Regions from separate parts of the Mus musculus genome. Here all the other regions are linked to region 1. The links are chromatin contacts, called in public promoter capture Hi-C maps. All regions are on one chromosome and are shown on one strand. Each heading gives the region's core, a stretch centred on a gene start, on an enhancer-like site or on the middle of the called end of the contact. The rest is flanking DNA. Distances are from core to core; before and after follow the strand shown. Region 1 holds the start of Atp6v1h (ATPase, H+ transporting, lysosomal V1 subunit H). Region 2 overlaps Rb1cc1 (RB1-inducible coiled-coil 1). Region 3 overlaps Rb1cc1 (RB1-inducible coiled-coil 1). Region 4 has its middle 64 kb from the start of 4732440D04Rik.

Region 1 (2,862 bases), core at 125-2,624:
CTTGGTCATCTAAACTTTATGACTTTGAATGTTTCCCACAGACCTTCAAGATAAAAACAGGATAGCAGCCATTTAATTTTTTGAACTACAAGTATTAATATAACCATATTGATTTCACTTAGCTTGAATATTAAATATCCTAGGTCTGAAAAGCATTACCGTATTTCAAATTCTGTCTACCACCCCATAAAAGGCTTTCTATTGACTTGTTCTTTTTCCAGGGAAGAGTTTTTAATTCTTAGCCTCAATAAACACTGAGACGTTTAAAATGACCACTTAAGAGACTGACAGCAAAATCAGAACTAAACTGAATATTAAGCCAATCTCTTTGACCACCTTAGTGCAATCATACCCAGTGCTTAGAATACATTAAAAATAACCCAGAAGTCCACTACTTTAAATCTATTCAATCACGTTCTAATCTCTTCTACAAAAAATAAAATTAAAAAAGGGTCAATTATGGTATTTATGGGCATCTATTATGCTTCGATTTGCAAAGACACTATATTAATTCCTTTCTTTAAAATTACTGATTCAAAATAAAATACACTAAGAGGTGTGGTATACCAGGACCTTCTTTTCAAACAGAAATTGACAAACATTTCCAAAATCAATATTGAAAGAAATTTCTGAAACAACGTATGTCCAACCAACAATAGGAGTCTATTCTGACAAGAAAAATATACAATAATGTGCTACTAAAAAAAAAAAAAAAAATTCCCAGTCCTCAACGTAATAGATAAGTTACATCTCATTCTACTACGATGCAAAAACCATTCCCAAAACGTACGTTCTTACCTACGAGCAAAAGGAGGTTTAAAAATAAAATCATACCCAAATTCTATTCCGCGTTGCCGAAGTGCTTAGTCAGTGTGGAACTTAGATTTCTCTTTGTGGGAACTCGCTGCCTGAACAAGCAAGGTCGGCGCAGACTGCGGGTCCCAGGTAAAACCGGCTCCATCCGGGCAAGGCTGGCACCAAAGGCACAGCGCAGCCTTCCCGGGCGGCCCGACCCCCGCGGCTCTCCCGGCCCGGCCCGGCCCGGCCCAGGCCTGCCCACCCCCGCGCTCTCTGCTTCCCTCCGAGGGGAGGAAGGCCCTGCGGCTCCGCAGACCCTGGCGCGGCCGGCAGGGAAACCAGTCGGCTCTCCGGAGCCGGGGAGGGACCCCAGGCGGCCTCACCTGGATAGCCTCGGGGAGTGAGGGCCGCACGGGCGGGCAGGCGCCGGTCGAGCTCCGAGGTCTCAGTGGCCACGGGAGACCCAGAGCAGAACGAAGGCGACTCCGTGGGAGACGTTGCGAGCCTCACTCAGAGGAAGCCGGAACAGCTACGAAGTGACAGCAGCGTCTGGCACGTGAGCAGCCGCACGTGACCGCAGCTGAGGGCGGAAGCCGAGAGCGCCCAAAACTGCTGGACCGCGCACCAAATGGCCTTTCCCAGGCCACTTAACTTGGTCACTTCAAACTGGCAGAGCTCGCCACCCTGCAGGCCACTGGTGCCAAAAAGCCAAAAATCTTTGAAGAAGCTTGGTTTATGACCTTTGAGTGGTTTGGGTTTGTTTGAATTAAACATCTCAGCGGGCCAGGCATTCATACTCCGATTTTAAGCATAAGACTCAGACTGAGAAATGAATCATAGACCCATGGTATAAGTATATGTAGACCCACCAGTAATACATGTCTCAGAAAAAGTTATTCATTGTTTACCTAACTTCATTTTTCTCTAGGCTTATATGATGAACAGAGACAGTCTATGAATTTAGAGCTTTATTGTAGGAAGATAAAGAGAAAAAGAGAAGATAAAAGAAAGAGAGGGGCCGGCCATAGCCAAGTGGAGAGAGGGGGAAGGGAGAGAAGGAGGGCTAGAGAGGAGTAAGAAAGGTGAGAGCTTAAGAGAGAGAGGAGGTCCCAAGCAGCCCCTTTTATAGTTGGCTGGGCAATCTTTTAATTTTTAATATTTTTATTAGGTATTTTCCTCATTTACATTTCCAGTGCTATCCCAAAAGTCCCCCATACCCTCCCCCCCCCCACTCCCTTACCCACCCTCTCCCACTTTTTGGCCCTGGCGTTCCCCTGTACTGGGGCATATAAAGTTTGCCTTTATATGGGCCTCTCTTTGCAGTGATGGCCGACTAGGCCATCTTTTGATACATATGCAGCTAGAGTCAAGAGCTCCGGGATATTGGTTAGTTCATAATGTTGATCCACCTATAGGGTTGCAGATCCCTTTAGCTCCATTGTGTAGATGTACCACATTTTCTGTATCCATTCCTCTGTTGAGGGGCATCTGGGTTCTTTCCAGCTTCTGGCTATTATAAATAAGGCTGCTATGAACATGGTGGAGCATGTGTCCTTCTTACCAGTTGGGGCATCTTCTGGATATATGCCCAGGAGAGGTATTGCTGGATCCTCCGGTAGTACTATGTCCAATTTTCTGAGGAACCACCAGACTGATCTCCAGAGTGGTTGTACAAGCCTGCAATCCCACCAACAATGGAGGAGTGTTCCTCTTTCTCCACATCCACGACAGCATCTGCTGTCATCTGAATTTTTGATCTTAGCCATTCTGACTGGTGTGAGGTGGAATCTCAGGGTTGTTTTGATTTGCATTTCCCTGATGATTAAGGATGTTGAACATTTTTTCAGGTGCTTCTCTGCCATTCGGTATTCCTCAGGTGAGAATTCTTTGTTCAGCTCTGAGCCCCATTTTTTAATGGGGTTATTTGATTTTCTGAAGTCCACCTTCTTAAGTTCTTTATATATGTTGGATATTAGTCCCCTATCTGATTTAGGATAGGTAAAGATCCTTTCCCAATCTGTTGGTGGTCTCTTTGTCTTATTGACGGTGTCTTTTGCCTTGCAG
Region 2 (3,135 bases), core at 483-2,982, 1.2 Mb before region 1:
ACATGAGCTAAACAAGGAGGACACTAACGAGCACATTAAGCTGCATGGGAAAGAGCCCACAAAGCCTCATCCCTACACAAAGAACTACAGACAACTGAGTAGCTGGAAGCAAGAGAGGTTTCCCAGGGTGAGCACACTAATCATTGCCCAGTGCCAAATGGTCAACTCTGTAAATATACATACATGTAGCATTATACAGATTCAGACTATATCTAGGAATATTTAAATATACACATATATACATATAAACCGTTGGTAAATGGATTTTTAAAAGACCATGAATTTGAAGGTGATCAGGAAGTATATATGGGAGATTTTAGATTTTATCACTCACAACTTAATCTGTTTCTGATAAATGCTTCTAACCCTGAAAAAATAAGGTTTTATAATATAGAAATTTAGTCCTTAAAAAAAAAAAAAAGAAATTTAGTCCTAGTTAGAAAAAAAAAAATACATACACAAAATGAGGAAGGCCAGGAGTCCAGTCCTTTAAACAGACGATTTCTTAAAAAGGACTTCCCTGTACAAAGAAACCAGGAACATGGTTATTTTAGAAATTACCTAAAGGCCAAAAAATAAAGAAGGAAAAGGGTAAATAAATTAATACTTACTAAATAATTTCCCAAAGGATTCCCTTTTTGACTTTTCAGCTTCATATAGTTGTTTTCCGTCTTTGACTAAAGCACCAGCCCACTTAGAAGAGGAACATTTATGTTAATAAAATATACCAATTATGAATGTTAATATATAATTAAATAATTAGAATTGCTTACCTCTCTGTAGTGTTTAATGAACATTTTTCTTCTTACAACCTCAACAACAGCTAGGCAATACATCTGAGGAACTGTACTAAGAGCCTCAACAATTCTGACTCTTTCTAACAGCTCTATTACAAGGCGGAGCAGTGCCTGCAGTTTTTCTCCATCTTGATCAGCATGAAGCATCACAAAACAACACCACCTATAGAAAAAGATTCATTGTTTTCCACATTTGCTAAAAGTCATTTGTAGGTAAGCTATGAAGATCAAGGCTCTATAAAGTCTAACCCTAGAGTTCATCAATATGCATTTCAATGAAATTACTGTTATTACTGGGAAGATTAAAAACACAAAAACTGAAGTCTGACGGAATCTCTTACTTCAGTCTGACGTGGAGATTGTTTGCTAGCTCTTGTTTGGCAGTGGTGCACTTCTGTTTAATATCCAACAGTTTTCTGTGGTTTTGCAACATAATCATTAGTTGATTTGCATGACTCAGACACAGATCAGGTAACACAGATGCATCCTTCAAGTTTTCAGCTCTCATCTGATTAGCTAAAAATCCCTTTGGGAAGGAAAATGACATAAGCTCTCAAGAGAAAAACTGACAAGGAACCACTTTTCATTTAGATTCCTAAAATTCCTATCTCCCATTAAAGGCGGGTGGGGGGTAAAAAGAAATGGCTATTCCAAGGACAGAAAGCCAACTTACAACAATATGTAGCTTGAAAGCTTTACTAAAATAATTAACACAAACACAAGCCAAAAGCAAACAAATTCTTTAAAATGTCATGGAAACACAAAATTTAAGCTATCTTAAACTTTTATAATATTTGTGGTTTTTTATTAAAAATAAGCACATAAAACATCAACATCACAAAGAATAAAAAACATATAACTACCAAGCAGAGACCACAGCACTTAAGTAGGAAGACAGCCTGGGCTAAACAGGAAAACTCCAGTCCATCAAGTGTGACAAGCGGGAGGAAGAAGGGGAGGGAATGAGGAGAGGGACACTAGCACAAAATGAAATTCAGCTGCTTGCCTCTGGGAGCTAGAAATCAAGTGGTCATAAACACGATACCTGAGCAAGCTCTTTCTGTTCATTTACCAGCCGGCTACAGCTAGCAATCATCTGGTCCAAGGCATACAGCCGATCTTCAAGCCCTTTAATGGCTTTCATATTCTGATTATCAAGTTTGGCAATAGTTTGATGGCATTCTAACATAAATGGTTGAATAATCTTTGGGTCAAGCTAAATGAGAAGGAAACATATATGAGTAAAATCTTCTGGAAATAGTTTTAACTATATTTCACAGTAACTAGATACAGACTAAGATACAAAGGATATAGAAAATGATACAGAAAAATGCACAGGAAATAAAGTTATACTAGCAAAGGAAGATTAATAGGATGAACCCCATCCTAAACAACTGGTGTTAAACAAATCACAATATAAAAGTCAAGACCATAATAACTTCAGTAATCATAACTCTCAACCAATTTAAACAATTCTCAGTATCCCTAAGAATGTTATTTTCAAAGTCATCAAGGACATATAAAGTGGAGCTAATGACAAACCCACTCTTTGGTAGTAACTCATCAACTCATCTTCTCTCAAAGCATCTTCCATAGCCAGGTATGTTTGGCATATGTTTGTAATTCAGAACTCAAGAAGCAAGGTAGAATTAAACCAAAAGTTCAGGCCAGCATAGGCAACTCAGCAAGATCCCATTCTTTAAAAAGGCAAGGTTTTTCCTTAACAAATGGGACAGAAAGCTTAAACTTAATCTCTATTGAAAGGAAATGGTTTGGTCAATGAGATGTCTTAATAGTTAATTTTTCCTGTCCTCTGACTTTAGTTCTACGTGTTTGTAGTGTAAAATTTAACTACATGATGCGCTTGGTGGTGCCTGTTTTCTAGTAAAACTGGTCACAGATATTAAATGACCTTGTTTCATTAAAGGCTCCTGGAACTGTGGTATACTCTACTATCTCCTCACCTAAACCTAGAGCCTTGGTGGGTAAAAGGGCATGAGTAAATGCCTTCTCTCCTTTCACAATGAGTCCTGGGGGTTAAAATGAAGTTTCAGGCTTTGACCTACTGGGCCACCTTGTCAGATCCTAAGCTCAACCTTCAATGGAGGAAAACTAGTTCAGCCTTCCTGCCTCAGCAGGGGTTCTGAATACCTGCCAATAGCAGCATGTAGGCATCCTCTAAGTTATTCTTCAACTGTGTTCATTTTGTATATGTGCAAACACATGTAAATACATACACATGTGTGTGGGCACGATTGTGAGCTCTCAGAAGCCATGACATATACATACAGGTCAAAGGACAACTTATGAGAATCAATTCCCTCCTGCAGCCATCTAG
Region 3 (3,026 bases), core at 414-2,913, 1.2 Mb before region 1:
ACATAGTGAGACCTGATCCTACAATTATTCAGCTACTAGGAACACAAATGACAGGCCCTCTCAAATTAATCATAAAGTCTTAATTCATAAATGCAAGTCAAAATGCAATGTCTTTAAAACAAAAGGCATATAAATGTTTTCCCCAGAGTCATCATATAAAGCAAGTACTTCACAGAGAGTCTGCTCACCCGTTCTAGGAGCATGATCCTCTGCTTCTCTTCAGATAACATGTTTTCTCTAAAAGTGAAAGAATGGTTGTTTGTAAGGCTTAAGCATTTTCACAGAATGTACACCCTGAATTGTACATTCATCAACAAGCTTAGCCGGGCATGGTGGCTAATCCCAGCATTTGGGAAGCAGAGGCAGGCAGATCTCTGAGTTTGAGGCCAGTCTCGACAAGTTAGATAGAGTAAAGAGCCTGTACTAATTTTCAAAGGTAGCCTATATTTATCAGAACAGCTGATTATCTGTGTTCAGACTTAGACACTTGTTGAGACTATAAACAAAACTTTGTTTTTACTTAGAGATAATTTTTATAAAATTCATACTTTCTCAGATAGTAAACACTGTTTTCCATAATTAATTTTGAAAGAAATGTATATGAGGTTATATAGCTCTCTCAGAATATTACATAGATTATACTTGGTTTTAGATCCTTGTTTACTCTAGAATAGTCCAATTTCTACTTATATACCAGTGTTCATACATATGTATCCTTCTTAGAGGCATCAATAGCTATACATCTGAATAAAGATGTGTTAAAATTTCCAATTGTACAAACTCATCTTTTTGTTATTAACAAAAGTTGGGAAAATTGATTGTCATTTTTAATTTTTGTTTTGGTGTGGTTGTGTGGTCTATGCATGTGTTTGTATAGATGTGTACATATGTGTGAAAACCAGGTCAACATCAGGAGTCTTCGTTGAGACTGCTTGCTACCTTTTTTGAGTTTTATCACTGACCCTGAGCTCATTAATTCTTCTAGAATAGCTGGAGAATGAGCTCTGAAGATCTGCTTGCCTCTGGCCCCTACCCCACCAATATCAGGTTGAAGATATTAGATGCGTGTCATACTTTATACCTTATACTGGGCTTCCTATATTGATTTGTTTTAACTGCCTCTCCTGTACATAGAAGACAGCTGGGTTTATTTCCCTCCAGAGGTCACTTTCCACTCTGGATTAATTTCTGTCATTTATGAATTTTAATTACCACATTCTCTTAACATGTTTCTACACTCCTTTTAAAATTACTTTTATATGGGCTAAGAACAATTAGTAAAGTTAAAAATACCTCCTTTCTTTAGAATTTTATAATTTAATGGAATAGCAGTACAGACTTTTTTTTTTTAAATTTTGAGCCAGCCTCAGCTAAATTGCTTTGAGTTCATTGTTACCCAAAGAGAGCTTTAACTTGTGATCCTCCTGTTAGGATTATAGACTAATGACACCAGTGTCAAGCACTGCTGAATATAAAAGCCTCTGGTGAACTGAATGGAAAATAAGCCTACTTACTGGACAGACATCATGCTTGTCTCCATTGCGGAATCCAGTCTTCCTTCATCTGCCGTCTCCATGACTGATCTCTCTGGCTCCCCTGGGAGCTCAGGTGCACACGCACCATAGAGCTCTGGGGCTGCAGCCACAGGTGCTGAGGAAAGAAAACTGCTAGTGCGGAGTTTACTCACTTCCTCTTCAAGCTGCTTCTTCTCTTCAAGCAAACGAGCTCGGTCCTCAGAGAGCGACTCTATCAAATCTAAGACCCCAAAGGCAAAGACACATTACATACTGAAAACACTTCCAAGTATTTTTAAAATCATATTAAGACAACACTAACCTTTATCCCGCTCTTGCTGCTGCATTGTACTTTTTAGCTTATCACTAAGATCATTTATTATGTTTTCTTTCCTCATTTTCTCTCTTGTTAAGACTGTGTTAAAGTTGGTCTGAAACAACAGTAGTAATAGTCAATCAGCTGCATACACTTAGGAGACAATGCTATGGAAATAAGACTGTAATGTATTCTTTTCTGAGGTACATTTATGGAGTCACATGACTAAGCAAATGGTATGTATTCCAGTAAAGGTTATTATTTTCTTTGTTTGAACTCAGTACTTGAAAACAAAATTTTCTCCTTGTTTATATTGTCAGAAAGGCAAATGCCTGACATTTTCGAGAAGGAAGTTAAATGATCAACAGTGCTGTTAATAGAGTGCTGTTGGATACATGACGTTTTCTTTGGGAAACTTTCTTTCCTCTGAAATCTTTGATCTTTGGCTAGCTCTTGATTACCATACTAGCGTGTGGTTATCTTCCTCTTATTTGAACATGTGCAATGCCCTCGGGGCCTCCATAGCGATGACACTTATTACTCCCCAGGTTTCACCCACTGCATGAAGTTCACATATTCAATTGCCTAGAGGGATCTGACAGACAACTGGTAATTTTAACTGCATTTTAATTAACAAAGGAGATTAAATTTGTTAAACATTTCATTTATACTCATTAAACATATCCATTCATTAAAATATAACAAATACTTACGTGAGAGAATGATCTAACATGATTCTTTAATTTGCTTAGCATTTACCCAAAACCTTTTAGAAATCCATAAATGGCAACAGACAGATTTAACAGGAAAATCATTTGACAGTTTCAGACAAAAATCTAACAACAAAGAACAAAGTAAAAGTTTCAGGCTACCAAGAATACTTGAAGGGACTTAGAATTTGAAAAAAAAAAAAACCTTTTTTTTTTTTTTTTTTTTTGCAGAAAAAAGAGGGAATGTTACCAATGCAGCTTACTACTAGGTAATTTCTGTTTACAAATAGAAAATTAGCACATGTAAAAGTACATTAACCATTGATTATCTTCATGAACTATGCTATTTCTGTAATATGAATGGATTAAGATAATCACAATATTTTTTTGTATTTTTTTTTTTTTTTTTGAGACAGGGTTTCTCTGTGTAGTTCGAGCTGTCCTGGAACTCACTCTGTAGACCAGGCTGGCCTCGAACTCAGAAAT
Region 4 (3,315 bases), core at 604-3,103, 1.2 Mb before region 1:
GCTATAAGCTGTTAAAAGTGCTCAAAATTCAAGATATGTATAAATAATCTGGGCCACTCCCAATTCCATGTGGATTTATTATATTTAAAAATATGCATGAAGAATATACTCAGAAAGCCAGATAACCTCTCTACCTGGGAAAAAGAAGTGAAAAAAAAAAGTGGATAAGTAACTGGCAAACTGGAGGAGCGGCCTATGGTGGTGCCGCTTCTAAAAGAATGAGCAGCTCAGCCAAGACCAAGGCTTGTCAGAGGCAGAGGGTCCAGAAGAAGGGCCATGAGACAGGTAGAGAAAGATGAAGGTCTCCGTAAGTAGGAGTTGCCAAGGGAGTTCTCCATAAGGACAGATAGCTACAGCAAAGCAAGCCAGGGAGAGACTAAATACCAGTAAGTTGGGGCATGTGGCTGGGAAGTAGTTAGGTAAGCATAGAGGGTTAGAAAAATTAGTCAATTGTGCTTAAAGCTTGTTGAATAAATATTTCAATAGGTCTCAGACTCAATTATTTGGGAGCTAGCCAGGTTAGAAAAAACTTTTAAGCTTCATCCAATATCTACTTTCCAACAGGGATACAGAATTTATTAATATTTTTCATAGCAACCTATTACTTACAAGTGTGGTGTACATTTATAAAAAAATAACAAAATTAATACATGAATACTTACTCATGAGAGTATTCAGAAAACTAAACATATTTGTAGATTGTAATAGCTCTTTCTATAAAAGTGATAAAAGTGATGACTATTTCTTGAATACAACCATGTCCTTTCAATTTATTACATACACAATAATGTTACATGCTGAACCTGAAATATCCTCTGAAGGATCAAATTTTGAACACTTGGGCCCAGATATTTTGGGAGAGTTCTGTACGTAGACTTTGTCAAGTAGAAATGAGCTGAAAGTGGTGAGTTCCTGGAGGAAAGTTCTCAGGGACATGTTATCCCTGCCCCTTTCATGCTTCACTCTGTTTCTTGGTCAGCTTAATATGAACAACTTTACCAACATATTCTTGCTTTTATGATCTGAGTTTCTCCTACCATGAAGACGGGAGTCAAAAGAATTCTGTCAGGCATTCTGTTACTGCATTGCAAAAGGTCAATAAATCCTACCTAGCTCTTGATGTTCTGGCCTAAACACTGTAGCTAGTTTATGACGTAAGATTGTAATGGTCTCAGTAGACAGTGGCTATGCTGACTTTTGTAGCAGTGAGGGGTATGTATGTTTCTAGTCACTACTGGTTAATGTGGAGGTCTGTTGGCAAACCAGGACCTAGAACTGGAAGAGGATCTGCTACTCCCAGCCTATGTGGGCTTATTAGGGCTGGATTGATGATTAAATGCATGATCAAATGCAAAGTGCATTTCTTAATGTTCTTATTTAGAAGGGCACTGTTCTAGAACATGTCACTGTATTTACATATATGTGCATTGCTTTTATGACTGTAAGGCAAGCCCTTTAGTGGACGTGTTCAGAAGATGAAACAACCAATATCAAGCTTCACAGGAAGCTGCTCTCACCCCCTTGGCCGAGGTTAAACTGGAACACTCATGAGAATGTGGTACTTCTGGGAGCTGTTAAGTGGACGAAGGCAGAAGGGAAAAGTATAGCTTCGTGTTAGAAAACTCAACCTGGTTTAAAGGCAGTATGAGACACCCAGAAGCTATAGCGAAACAGGTCGCACAGGGAGCTAAACTGTAATTTGTGATGAGAGAAAATGCTGGGAATGCGGAGTTTATGCTTGTGAGACAGGCTATGCGTTTTCAGAAGAGTTGTGGTTAAGAACATAAGCATTCGTGTTCATCTCCTAGGCTAGTTAAGGTCATAGTCACTTGCAGAGCAGAATTCCAGAGAGATTACAAGTGACACCAGCAACACGAGCTCTCCAGCTCTACTGGAATTGGATGATGACGGTTCTAAGGCAGTTAAGGAGAATTACAACATCATTTCGGAATCAGATTCCCAGAAGCCTTTTTTTAAAAGGTGCCACAAAACCAGAGTTCAGAAATAACCCCCAACATTCATAAAACAAAACAAAAAGACTGTCAAGGGCTATGGAATCCACCAGAAACTCCTAAAATGGTAAAAATGAAAGTTGAACGCAACTTCAAAGATTAACAGCACACTGACATAAAGTGGTGATGTGTGTAAAATGGTTAAGCAGTGTTGCCATGGGGTGCAAGGTATGTATAGCAAGGCAGCCCTGGCTGCATTCTAACAGGACACATGCGTGCAACTGCTTAGATTGGAAGCTAAGTGAGGGAGGAACCTGAGTTGATCTTAAGGGCTGCTACTCTTTTCTTAACATTGGAAATGACATTGCTAATAAGCTTTAAGATAGGAATGAAAGAAACTGGTGTTGCTTACTCTAAATGGCTGCCAAGTCTGAGACACCCAAGAAGTATGTAAACCAAATAGCTTACAGCTGACTGCCTTGTCTCTTTACCACTATGTTAAGAACTGCTTGGGAGAATTTCCATCTCACCCATAAAGATTATAAACTGTACTACTTAAAATTTTTGGCTAAAGACAATGTACCAAGGGTATGAGGAACATATGAGCTACCAGTTAGTAGGAATTAATAAGTTTTGCTTCCTAGCTTTTAAATAATTATCAAGGCAGTTAAATTTATGAAAATTAAGCATTACCAACTTTGCTTGGCTTTAGTTCACATGCATCCACATGATTTCTGCTTGATTTTTGTGTTGCTGAGGACCAAACCCAAGCTCTCACTATGGGCAAGCAATTCAATGAAGATATATCCCCAGCTGCATATTTTTAAAAGCCCATGTATATCTGTAAACCTAAATCTTAAAAGACAATAGCTATTTTAGACGTAGCTTTAAAAAGGACTGCAATTTTCCAACTTTTTTCTCTCAGTATCCCTGGACATTAACTCCGTGTTGAGTCTGATTTTGACCCAAAGAATGTGGTAAAGCTTCTGACCTATGTTGTCACTCTTACTAGGATGTTGCTGTCTCTTTGTGAGCATCAGTTATCAAAAGGGCTATCTATACAAGGCATTCCTAAATCAAATATGTGAGGACATGGCTATATGGACTATTCGATCCCAGCCCATTGACACACATCCCCCCAGTGAAATGAGTAAATAAATGGTGTTATCTTAGGCCCCAACGTGTTAAAATGATCAGTTACACAACACACATCTAATACTGAAGTTCTAATAAAAAGATCTGGATGAAACAAAACACCAGAACATATTGCTGTAGTAGAGAACAGACTATTAGTAGAGGTCAAAAAGGTTGAGAAAATGCTGTTCAAGACTGGAAATGTGGAGACTTATGGTTAAAACCAGGA

The links. Promoter capture Hi-C pulls out the DNA fragments that hold promoters and counts their contacts.
Region 2: a promoter capture Hi-C map of the HPC-7 cell line shows a contact between it and region 1, with 7 times the contacts expected there. The contact joins the enhancer-like site here to the promoter of Atp6v1h in region 1. A contact is called at or near these places in 13 of 39 promoter capture datasets (the 3T3-L1 cell line, 3T3-L1-derived adipocytes, the C10 cell line and 10 more) and 4 of 484 Hi-C or Micro-C datasets (cortical neurons, cumulus cells, granulocyte-monocyte progenitors and 1 more).
Region 3: a contact with region 1 is called in a promoter capture Hi-C map of pre-B cells. The contact joins the enhancer-like site here to the promoter of Atp6v1h in region 1. A contact is called at or near these places in 11 of 39 promoter capture datasets (the 3T3-L1 cell line, the C10 cell line, the HPC-7 cell line and 8 more) and 1 of 484 Hi-C or Micro-C datasets (cortical neurons).
Region 4: a contact with region 1 is called in a promoter capture Hi-C map of liver, with 5 times the contacts expected there. The contact joins the enhancer-like site here to the promoter of Atp6v1h in region 1. A contact is called at or near these places in 8 of 39 promoter capture datasets (the 3T3-L1 cell line, the HPC-7 cell line, HPC-7-derived erythroid cells and 5 more) and 1 of 115 datasets of contacts at active chromatin or transcription factors (embryonic stem cells).

Annotation. Positions count from the first base shown.
Region 1 is chr1:5,081,598-5,084,459 of GRCm38.p6, reverse strand. Atp6v1h (ATPase, H+ transporting, lysosomal V1 subunit H) reads right to left here and starts at 1,374. Exons shown (of 14, transcript NM_133826.5): 1 at 1,182-1,374; 2 at 1-43. The coding sequence starts at 9.
Region 2 is chr1:6,242,983-6,246,117 of GRCm38.p6, reverse strand. It overlaps Rb1cc1 (RB1-inducible coiled-coil 1), which reads right to left. Exons shown (of 24, transcript NM_009826.4): 8 at 1,843-2,013; 9 at 1,139-1,323; 10 at 774-960; 11 at 612-693; 12 at 459-520. Among named protein-coding and RNA genes, the nearest start is that of 4732440D04Rik, 28 kb to the right of the region's middle. Within about 2 kb of position 1,732, at least 5 of the 459 cell types and tissues checked have an H3K27ac peak or open chromatin away from gene starts, as enhancers often do. A contact at or near this core is called in the HPC-7 cell line, where this site is marked.
Region 3 is chr1:6,261,753-6,264,778 of GRCm38.p6, reverse strand. It overlaps Rb1cc1 (RB1-inducible coiled-coil 1), which reads right to left. Exons shown (of 24, transcript NM_009826.4): 17 at 1,837-1,945; 18 at 1,515-1,755; 19 at 189-237. Among named protein-coding and RNA genes, the nearest start is that of 4732440D04Rik, 47 kb to the right of the region's middle. Within about 2 kb of position 1,663, at least 12 of the 459 cell types and tissues checked have an H3K27ac peak or open chromatin away from gene starts, as enhancers often do. A contact at or near this core is called in pre-B cells, where this site is marked.
Region 4 is chr1:6,278,904-6,282,218 of GRCm38.p6, reverse strand. No RefSeq gene overlaps it. Among named protein-coding and RNA genes, the nearest start is that of 4732440D04Rik, 64 kb to the right of the region's middle. Within about 2 kb of position 1,853, at least 51 of the 459 cell types and tissues checked have an H3K27ac peak or open chromatin away from gene starts, as enhancers often do.